2 separate regions of the Gossypium hirsutum genome follow, and region 1 is linked to region 2. A link is a contact called in public Hi-C data. All regions are on one chromosome and are shown on one strand. Each heading gives the region's core, a stretch centred on a gene start, on an enhancer-like site or on the middle of the called end of the contact. The rest is flanking DNA. Distances are from core to core; before and after follow the strand shown.

Region 1 (4,512 bases), core at 1,795-4,294, 180 kb before region 2:
GTAATGGTGATGTTGAGTTTCGGCACCTGAAGTATATAAGTTGATGCAATTAAATGAGGAAAACATAAGTGACGTTGGTTGGTAGATAGAATAATCCAGCTAGCACCTACCTACTTACCTATGCTGTGCTCTGCTAGCCAAGGGAATGAATTTGTATTATTTATTTATGCCAAAACCCTTCAATAATTATGGATGGAGGAGGGCTCCACCCCCCACTATCTCTAATCTCCTTTTGCCTACTAACACTAGGAGCAGGAATCCTAATCATTCATAATGCATATGCTAATGCCTTTCTATCTTTAATATAATTAGGGCAATTACTGGGACAGCCCAAACGTTTTATCTTTGGCTATGATATTAATCCTTTTTCCATTATAATGCTATTATACCAATAATGAAATTTAATTATATAAAACAAATTTAATGCTTTGCTAGTGCCGTTACTTGGTTTTGTGTATACAACTAAGCTTAGCTCATCTCTAACTAAAGAATTTATTCCAATTCCAACCCATCCTTCTACTTCTTTGTTGTTTCCATGCATTATAATACATCATGATGACTTTAAAATAGGATATATTTTATTTTCATCACTTCAATTTTTTTTTAAATTTAGTCACTTTAAATAAGATAATTGTGAAAATTAATCGCTATCATTAAAATTTCTGTGAGTACTGATGTGGCATATTAGTACATTGAGCGATTAACACATGACATTTTTTGTTGACTTTTGATTAAAGTTTAAAAAATTCCCTATAATTAGTCCAAAACTTTTCTCCTAAACTTTAGTCAAAAGCCAATAAAAAAAATGCTACATATCAGTCACTCAATGGGCACATTAACAATCTGTTAAAAGAAAATGAAAATTTTAATGGCAATGGCTAATTCACACCATTATTTTATTTAGAGTGACTAAATTAAGATTTAGATTTACCCATAATGTTAATGATGATATCAATTATAAGATGGCTTCCACTAAATTCCTTTGACTTCTAAAGCTTTAAAGTTGATGTTCCAATTTGGAGGGATTTCACATTCTTCTTTAAATCATACATTAATTGACCACTAAACAAAACAAGTGGTTTTTATAATTAGTATGAGAGATGCATGCTATAAAATGCCTCAATTCTTAATTCTACTTATTAAGGGTAGTTTAGCCTCTTTTTTTGTTGAAAAAATAAAAGTGCTTATATATTTAAAATAATCTAAGATTTATCCATAATTTCAATAGCAAAAGTCAAAATATTTTATCACTTGTACATTACTTTTTATGTTAAAAATAGATTTTTTAAATCAAATAAAAAAAAATTAAAAGTTATATATTATTTATACATTCAAATTAAATTTTACAAACAATTTATATTGATTATTGAAAAAATATTTCAAATTTATATTTCATAAATCATAATATTATTATTTTATTATATTTATACTATAATCTAAATTTATATTTATATAAATTCTAAATCTACTATTTCTATTTATATTTTCAATAACACTACCTCAAACTTATTCAAAAACATTTTTACTAGCTAAAAGTAGTTGTCAAAATTTAGACACTAAAACCTATACGCTTTAACTTAGTTTACTTGCTTAGCTAGGTAACCAGTTCCTATTTCAATGGCAATAAAGAAGTCCTGTAAAATTATTTATTTTTATTTAGATTATGTTTCATAAATTAAAAAAATAAGTATTAAAAAATTAAGTGTCGAATTTATGTTATAAAATTTATTTGGTGTATTATTAAAAATTAAAAATTAATTATAATTACATTGTTTGATGATAATATAATCTTAAATTAAATAGAATAAAAAAATAACAATTAATTTTATTTTCTATTAAGTAATAAATAAGTATTTATCATTTTCTATACTATATAACATAAAAATATAAATAGACTTTAGAAATTTAAATAGAATTAGAAAAGCGATTTAGAATTTTTACTTTTTTAAAAGGTTTCGTTTCTTTGGTGGCGAGGGACGTCCGCCATCATTTCCTTCTCTCCACCATCATTTTGCTTTGCTTTTTAGTTTTTATATAAAATATCTCTTTTATTATTTTTTAATTTTTCTATTAGGGGCATCTAAATTTCGTTTTAGTTTTAAGGGTGATAAATGTTTGGTGTTGGAGTCATGAGATTATCTTGATATAGATTATTTTTTAGTATCGTTTTTTGTCTCATTTTAAGAAGAGTAAGTTCAATACTTTGAACAATACATGGTTGGTAAAAAAAACTCAATTCATAATTGTTGTTTTATTTTATCAAAAAAAAAAAATTGATGTGATTCGGTTAGGTGTGTAGTTGGATGATGTCATGAGAATTAGCGATCTAATTTAATGATTTGCGCAATTGAGATCACTAATTAAAGTCGAGTTCTCCTCATTTGTAAAGTTGTCGAATAATTAAATTGTGAGAGCTAATATGGAAGTTGTTTGTTTCACATGGATTAATTGTCAAACTATTGAAACAATTAGTTTTTCGGTAGAGAGAATTGGTGGTTTAAGACTATATATCATTGAATGGGGAGACATTTATAATTTATAATCAGTTCAAAAACTTAAAGCAAAGTTATGGAGTTTTTATAGTTCTGGTTCAGTGTATTTTTTATATTTTGTTTAACTTTGTTATACTTGAAACCCTTCTCCATATTTACAAATTTTGAGCACGAAATTCTGTACAATATATTTTGATGGTGAGAAATTATAAAATTGTTTGTGGCATTGAATTTAAATTCAATAAACTACTTTTTTAAAGTTTGAGGGATTCTGTACGCATCACAGCCTTTGTGAGTTTCCTTGAGACTTAATTCTTCATGTAAACGTTTTATTGTTTGCTAGTTTGGATTTGATTAATTAATGATTGTAATAATTTATTTTAATAATAATTTTCGAATTCTTTTTTAGAAAAAAAGTAGTTAGCCCGAGTATTAAGTTGGGTGTGGAAGTCAAAGGCAAGCCGGATGGCGACAAAATGAAATAGGGAGGGGAATATAGGTGTGATTCAAATTCATATTGAAGTTGAAGTTTGTTAAAAGTGTAGAGCAGATGGACCCTTATGGGGTGGGATGTGTGGAAACAAGAACCATGTCCATATTGGTGAAGAGAACACAGTAAGCAAGTAATTATGTCCATCAAAGTTGACAGATGAAAGATGCAGCAAGAATTCCCCGGACATGTTGATCTCCATCCATCAACTTTAGCTTTTGCTCCTATGTTATTTGTCCATGGGCATGGGCATGCCTCTGCAAAAACAATCCACAACCAAGGGGTCCTCAAACCTAACTCATGTCAGTTCCATTTCCAAGTTGAAACTCGAGATAGCATAGCACCAGGATTTTCTTTTAACTTTATAATTAATTGGGTCAAATCAATTCGTATTTCACAATCTAGATTGGCTTCATACCCCGACACTCCGGCACTCATACAGTGTAACGACGAGGAGGCTTCATTATAAAATTAATTTCCAGACAATAACACAATAGCAACCCCTCACTTTCTGATCTGACTCCAAGTTCCTATCTAATACCCAGCAAAGCAAAAATGCATAAATTAATGAAAGCCCCAAATTTTTGGTTCCAAAGGAATGGACATGCAAGCGAGGTGCCCAGATTCCTCCCCTTTGAAAATCATTACTCATTTACCTAATAGCCTTACACGACACCCCGACAGCAATATCAATGTCGCATTTCGAGGACGCTTTTATTTATTAAATATTGAAGTAGATCCACTGAAAAAAATGACTGAATTCGGTGGGAAACAAATATTTAAGGATATTACTTATAAGACGAAGAAATCTGGAAATTGAATGAATGTGTATTTTTAATATGACCCAAGAGGCGAAGACCCATTCGTCAGCGCTTTTAACTCCCGGCAACATAAGATCTTCACTTAATTATTTTAATTATGGCAATCACATGACATGCTGCTGCTACAAGTCAACTTGGGTCACGGGTTGGAACTTGGAATTCATGACTCTTTGTTTTCTTTCTCTTTCTATTTAGGCATGGAACAAAGCTCAACTAATTTTGCAAATTTGTCTGCTCTGAGCGTCGCCTCACCTCGCCTCATCTCCGATATATTTGTATATGATTCACCACTGCTTTTCTTTCTCATAAACCACGACTTTTCTTTAATTTAACTCTGCTACTGCCTGCATATTTCTTTTACAATTAAGCTATTTTTTAGAAAACAACATGATTATACAATTTTCACTTGCAGGGATGAAATGGAAATAATTCAAAATTTAAACGTTTACATTTAATTTAATTAAAATAAAAATGTATATCTAAATTGATTCAAAATGGTTTGAATATGTTTGAAAGTATTCAAATCCAAAACTCATCCATAATCATTTGTAATATTTAAAAGAAAGATAGAATTAAAACACTTTTTATTCTAATATTTTAAAAAAATTAGTTAAGAGTTAATATTTATAATATATATAAGTCTTGACTTGAATGAAGTAATGGTTAAAATTTTTATAAGACACTTGTTGAACACGAGTTCAAATTGTGT
Region 2 (4,747 bases), core at 1,826-4,325:
TTCAACTGCTAGTTTTTTAGGGTAGGTTTTACAAAGAAATAGACCTGAATTGATATGCAACCTTAAAATGAATATGACCCAGAATACTAGGCACCAAGAAAATAAAATCCACGAATAGTCAATATAAAAAGAAAACGGGAAAAAAAAAAGCAGACAAGTTGGTGGTTAAAGCATACAAATTTTGACTATATAAACCGAAAACATGAATTTTGAGACAAATTAATGACTGAACAACCGCCAAGATCAACCTTGTGATCTGCTTATTTGATAACTTTTCATAATGGGGCGGCCAGGCATGCCAAAGAAAGAAGCAATTCATCGAGAACAGCTAGATTTCATTCTGTAGTTCTGAATCAATGAACCAAATAATATGAAACCAAAGGCGTTCGTATGGAGAAAAACTAAAATACGTATAAGTCTAGAGAGATTTATGATGGATGCTGAATTTGTGAAGCAAATTTTCAAACCTGCGAAAACGATAACCTTGTAGAAGCTTCAAATTTAAGTGAAATTGGGTGATACGTCAGTAGCAAACTTTTTTAGAGGGCCCCTTTGTCCCCAAAGCCGGCAGCAAATATGAGAAAACCGGTGCAACTCAAGTAAACGTGTGGATGATCTTAAAACTTTGAAGTTAATAACTTTCTTGTTGCAATCCAAACAAAAGTCTTGGCTCTACTCGATCACTAGTTGAGCTATTAAGATCATTTTCATTTCCCTTTTTACTGAACCTAGTGGTTTTTGGCTTGGTTTTATGGGGCAAAAAACAGTACCCTTGATGTCAAAATAATTGAGATTCACTATTGAACTTTGCTTTCCAACTCCGTCACATATATCTCTAGGAAAGCATCAGGATATAAAATTGTAAGCAAAGATGTAAAGCTGGTTTTGAAGGAGTGAGGGGCCAAGGCCAATGCCATGAAATGTCATTATAGCAATACGCCATGTTCCAATTATGTGGTCAAGAAAAAGCATAAAAATAAAAAAGCCTGGTTATGGAGTTTTGCATGCATGGGAGATAAGCAAGATTCAAGGACCCACTTGCTAAACTCGAGCAAGGTGGGTTTGGGGTTTGGACCCCATTCATCCTTCGATAGTGAATTAGTAACTGATCACTGCCTCTGCTTCATTTTTCGAGACAAAGCATAATCCTCTCTCTTATGGCGTTTCAGAGAGATAAGAGGATTATCAATTTTAGGCACAAAGGACGCGTGATTGCCATAAATTTCTAATGATAGGATTACAAATCACAAGGACTTGCTGTAGTTTCCATGATTGGTTGAACATCGCCACGTACATTGTGGGGACTCCTTCATCCCTATTCCTCTCATGGTGGGCAATGCCAGCCACACCCATTTCCTCCTTCCACATTTTTTACGGTTCTTGGTACATTTTATTGAACTTAGAATTTAATTTGAGATATTTCTTTTTTACCATCTCTATTGATTTCATTTTCTTTATTTTTTACTTAATATCAAAATAACTTTTTGACAATGTTTTAATATAGTACAACTTCTTTTTATTGGATCAAGTAAAAGATCTTTAAACCTAATCAAAAGCCTTCCTGTAGCCCAAACTTTAATGAATAATTAAAAATATATATATATATATATATGTCCCCTAAAATTTTAATTTCACTTTCATTTTGTAAAATTTGTAATTTAATAACAGTAATATTAACAAGGATAGATAGGAATCAAAATAATTATAATATTTCCATCATTCCTTTTACCTTAAGATAGATACAAAGGAATATCAATAAGGTTAATATAACTTTTAGTCTCTATATTTAGTAATTAAATTTATTTTGGTATTTTTTTATTAAATTTGTATGTGAAATTAATAATTAAATTTATTTTTTTAAACATAACATTTTGAGATTATATTAAATCATCAAACTTTTATAATTATCAAATTCTATGTACAGCTAATTACTAAATTCAGATACTATAAGTTATATTTTCCCACTATACCGACTACAAGCATACTAAAGGATATATACATTGCACACACGGAACTTGTTTTCTATTTGAAAATAGGGAAATAAACTGTGAGGGATTTATTACATTACAGTACCTAGACATAGGCAACTAGTGGAGCAGGGGTCTTTTTCTCATCCTCAAAATCTATAAAATTTTTATTTGATTTAATCTCATAAATTATTAATATAATTATTGATATAATATCATTTTATGTTTATCTATTGCATACACAATTAATTATATTTTTTCAATATAAAATAAATTGATACTTTTTTATTTTTTTAAACGTACTGAATTAAAATTAAAGTTTCATATATATAATTAAACCACACTCAAATTTTTATGTGTATAATTAAAATAAATCAAAGTTTATATATGATTTTGAGATTTATCTATTTGATTTACTCTTAACTTAATTCAATCAAATATTAATTTATTCATTTCAAATCCAGCCCTAAAATTTAAAGATATATTTTATTGACCTTTTATGCTTTATCAAAGTAAAACAATAATTTTTAAATTATATTTTTAATGAGATGAGGGATAATATACATTTTGAATTAGATTATGAAACACCTGTGAGAGTTAAAATTTTAGATAACAAATTAAAAATTAAGTAAGAATGATAGAATTGAGATAATAAAAATTATAATAATTTGAAAAAATATATTATTTTGTAAAAATAATAGACCCCGGAATCCGATTAAATGGTAATTATGCAGGGTGGGTTAATTTAATTAAAGAAGAAAAAATTGAATTGAGTGGAATGGCCCTATTTCTTATTCCTATTCCTTTGGTTGGTTAATTCCTAATGTGCGTCTCCAGCAGTCAACCAATTTTTTTTTTAATGTAATTATGAGTTTAGAGTTTTTAAGTTTTGCTTTTTGCTATCCCACCTGAATTAGGTAAAATCTTATATTTTCTTTATTCCATAATATAGTGGGAGGGAAAACCAAGGCTGTGAGTGATTAACAATACCTATCCTATTCTATACATACATTTTCATAATTATATCATGTCCACTTTTTTTTTTCCTTAGTGAGTAAGAGAAAAAAGTTGACATAAAATCATTGAGTGGTAACTTTAAATTGAAATTTTGTGGTTCCAACATATGGACAATAAAGCAAAGGGAAGCATTGAAATTTCAAAGGGGAAGTAAGAAAAAGTCCAAATGAGTTAACCTTCGCCAATCAAGGAGGCCCCATAATTGAGTTTACATGGAGCCTAAGGGCAAGGGCAAGGGCAAGGGCAAGGGCAAGGGCTCAAATCATCATCCACAAGAGGTGCCCACCTGCTTGACTCCTCAGAAAGCAGAGAACAATAAACCTGCAGAAATAAAAAACTTGCAAATCATGATTGCGAGCAAAGATGATAACAAGAAGCAACTAGCTCCCAAAAGAAGCTCAAACAAAGACAGGCACAAGAAAGTAGATGGCAGAGGTAGAAGAATAAGGATGCCTGCTCTGTGCGCCGCCAGGATTTTCCAATTGACCCGAGAATTGGGTCACAAATCCGATGGCGAGACCATTCAGTGGTTGTTGCAGCAATCGGAACCATTTATCATTGCTGCAACTGGAACTGGGACGATTCCCGCTTCAGCTCTGGCGGCTGCTGGAGCCTCTGTTTGTGCGCAGGGGAACTCTGTCTCTGCTGGTTTGCATACCAAAATGGGACTGGGGGCATGTACTGGGTCCAAAGATAGGAATAATTGGGCAATGTTGGGTGGTAATTTAGGAAGATCCCAAATCCCAAGTGGGGCATGGTCTTCTAGTAATGGAATTGGATCAGGGCTTGTTCAAGCTTCAGAGCAATCCACATCAGCTTCAAATTTTGGGAATGAAAACTCAAATCATATCCACCAAAACTATGGGTTCCAGGGGCTTGAATTTCCAAATATTAATATGGGTTTTGTGAGTTTTTCGTCGCTGCTCAACGGTAGTAACCCCCAGGTTCCAGGTTTGGAGCTTGGGCTTTCACAGGATCCGAATTTTGGTGTGTCTAATTCCCAAGCTTTTAGCCACTTTTACCCGCAGATTGGGCAGCAGCGAGGTGGTGTACGTCCCTTGAATCAGCAGCAGATTGTTGCTGATAAGGATAATTCCCAGGGATCCAAGCAGTAGCTAGTCTTTCTAAACAACAACAAGATGATGACGACGACTGGTCAACCGGATTATATATTGCGTTCCTTGACCAGAAACTAAAGGTAAAATGATTTCTGAACAGTTCAATTTGCTGGGGTAGGTTTTCATTCTACTGAGTCAATTTCGTATTTGGCATGGCAAATTCTTCTTCACCTTCTTCTTCTAAAACATCAACATAATTCCATCTGCGTGCCTTGTCATTTTGCAGATGAGTTGTGAAGAGAATAACAATGGCCAGGAAATTGGATTTACTTCTGCTGCTTGTTAAACATTGATGGATTTAGTTTGGTGTTTGTTAAACTGAACTTTGAGGTGTGTTTATTATTGTTTAGTACAATTTTGTCGGGCAAATATCACTTGTTTGCTCTATATTTCATGTCTAAGCGAAGTAGATTGGTATCTTAAAGCAATAGAGATGAGGGGGATTTCCATTGTTTTCAACTTTAAAGTAGCGATTTGGAATTATTGCAGAAACTATGAATCTTCCGTATGTGTGTGATACTCAAATTTTTTTTCCCGAGGCATCCGATGAAGTTTGCCGGAGCTAGGGTTTATTATTATCATTATTGTTTTCAACGGATCAATAAATTATCATAAATTTTTTTCTGAAAAATAAATTTAAATTTT

The links. A called contact is a pair of places that touch in the nucleus more often than the background predicts.
Region 1: a contact with region 2 is called in a Hi-C map of hypocotyl, with 2.3 times the contacts expected there. The contact joins the enhancer-like site here to the promoter of LOC107937203 in region 2. A contact is called at or near these places in 3 of 34 Hi-C or Micro-C datasets (hypocotyl and leaf).

The regions. Positions count from the first base shown.
Region 1 is chrA12:89,081,768-89,086,279 of Gossypium_hirsutum_v2.1, reverse strand. No RefSeq gene overlaps it. Among protein-coding and RNA genes, the nearest start is that of LOC121210952, 7.1 kb to the right of the region's middle. Within about 2 kb of position 3,044, at least 8 of the 9 cell types and tissues checked have an H3K27ac peak or open chromatin away from gene starts, as enhancers often do. A contact at or near this core is called in hypocotyl and leaf, where this site is marked.
Region 2 is chrA12:88,897,847-88,902,593 of Gossypium_hirsutum_v2.1, reverse strand. It overlaps LOC107937203 (transcription factor TCP20), which reads left to right and starts at 3,075. Exons shown (of 2, transcript XM_016870059.2): 1 at 3,075-4,182; 2 at 4,329-4,594. The coding sequence starts at 3,197. The coding sequence ends at 4,099.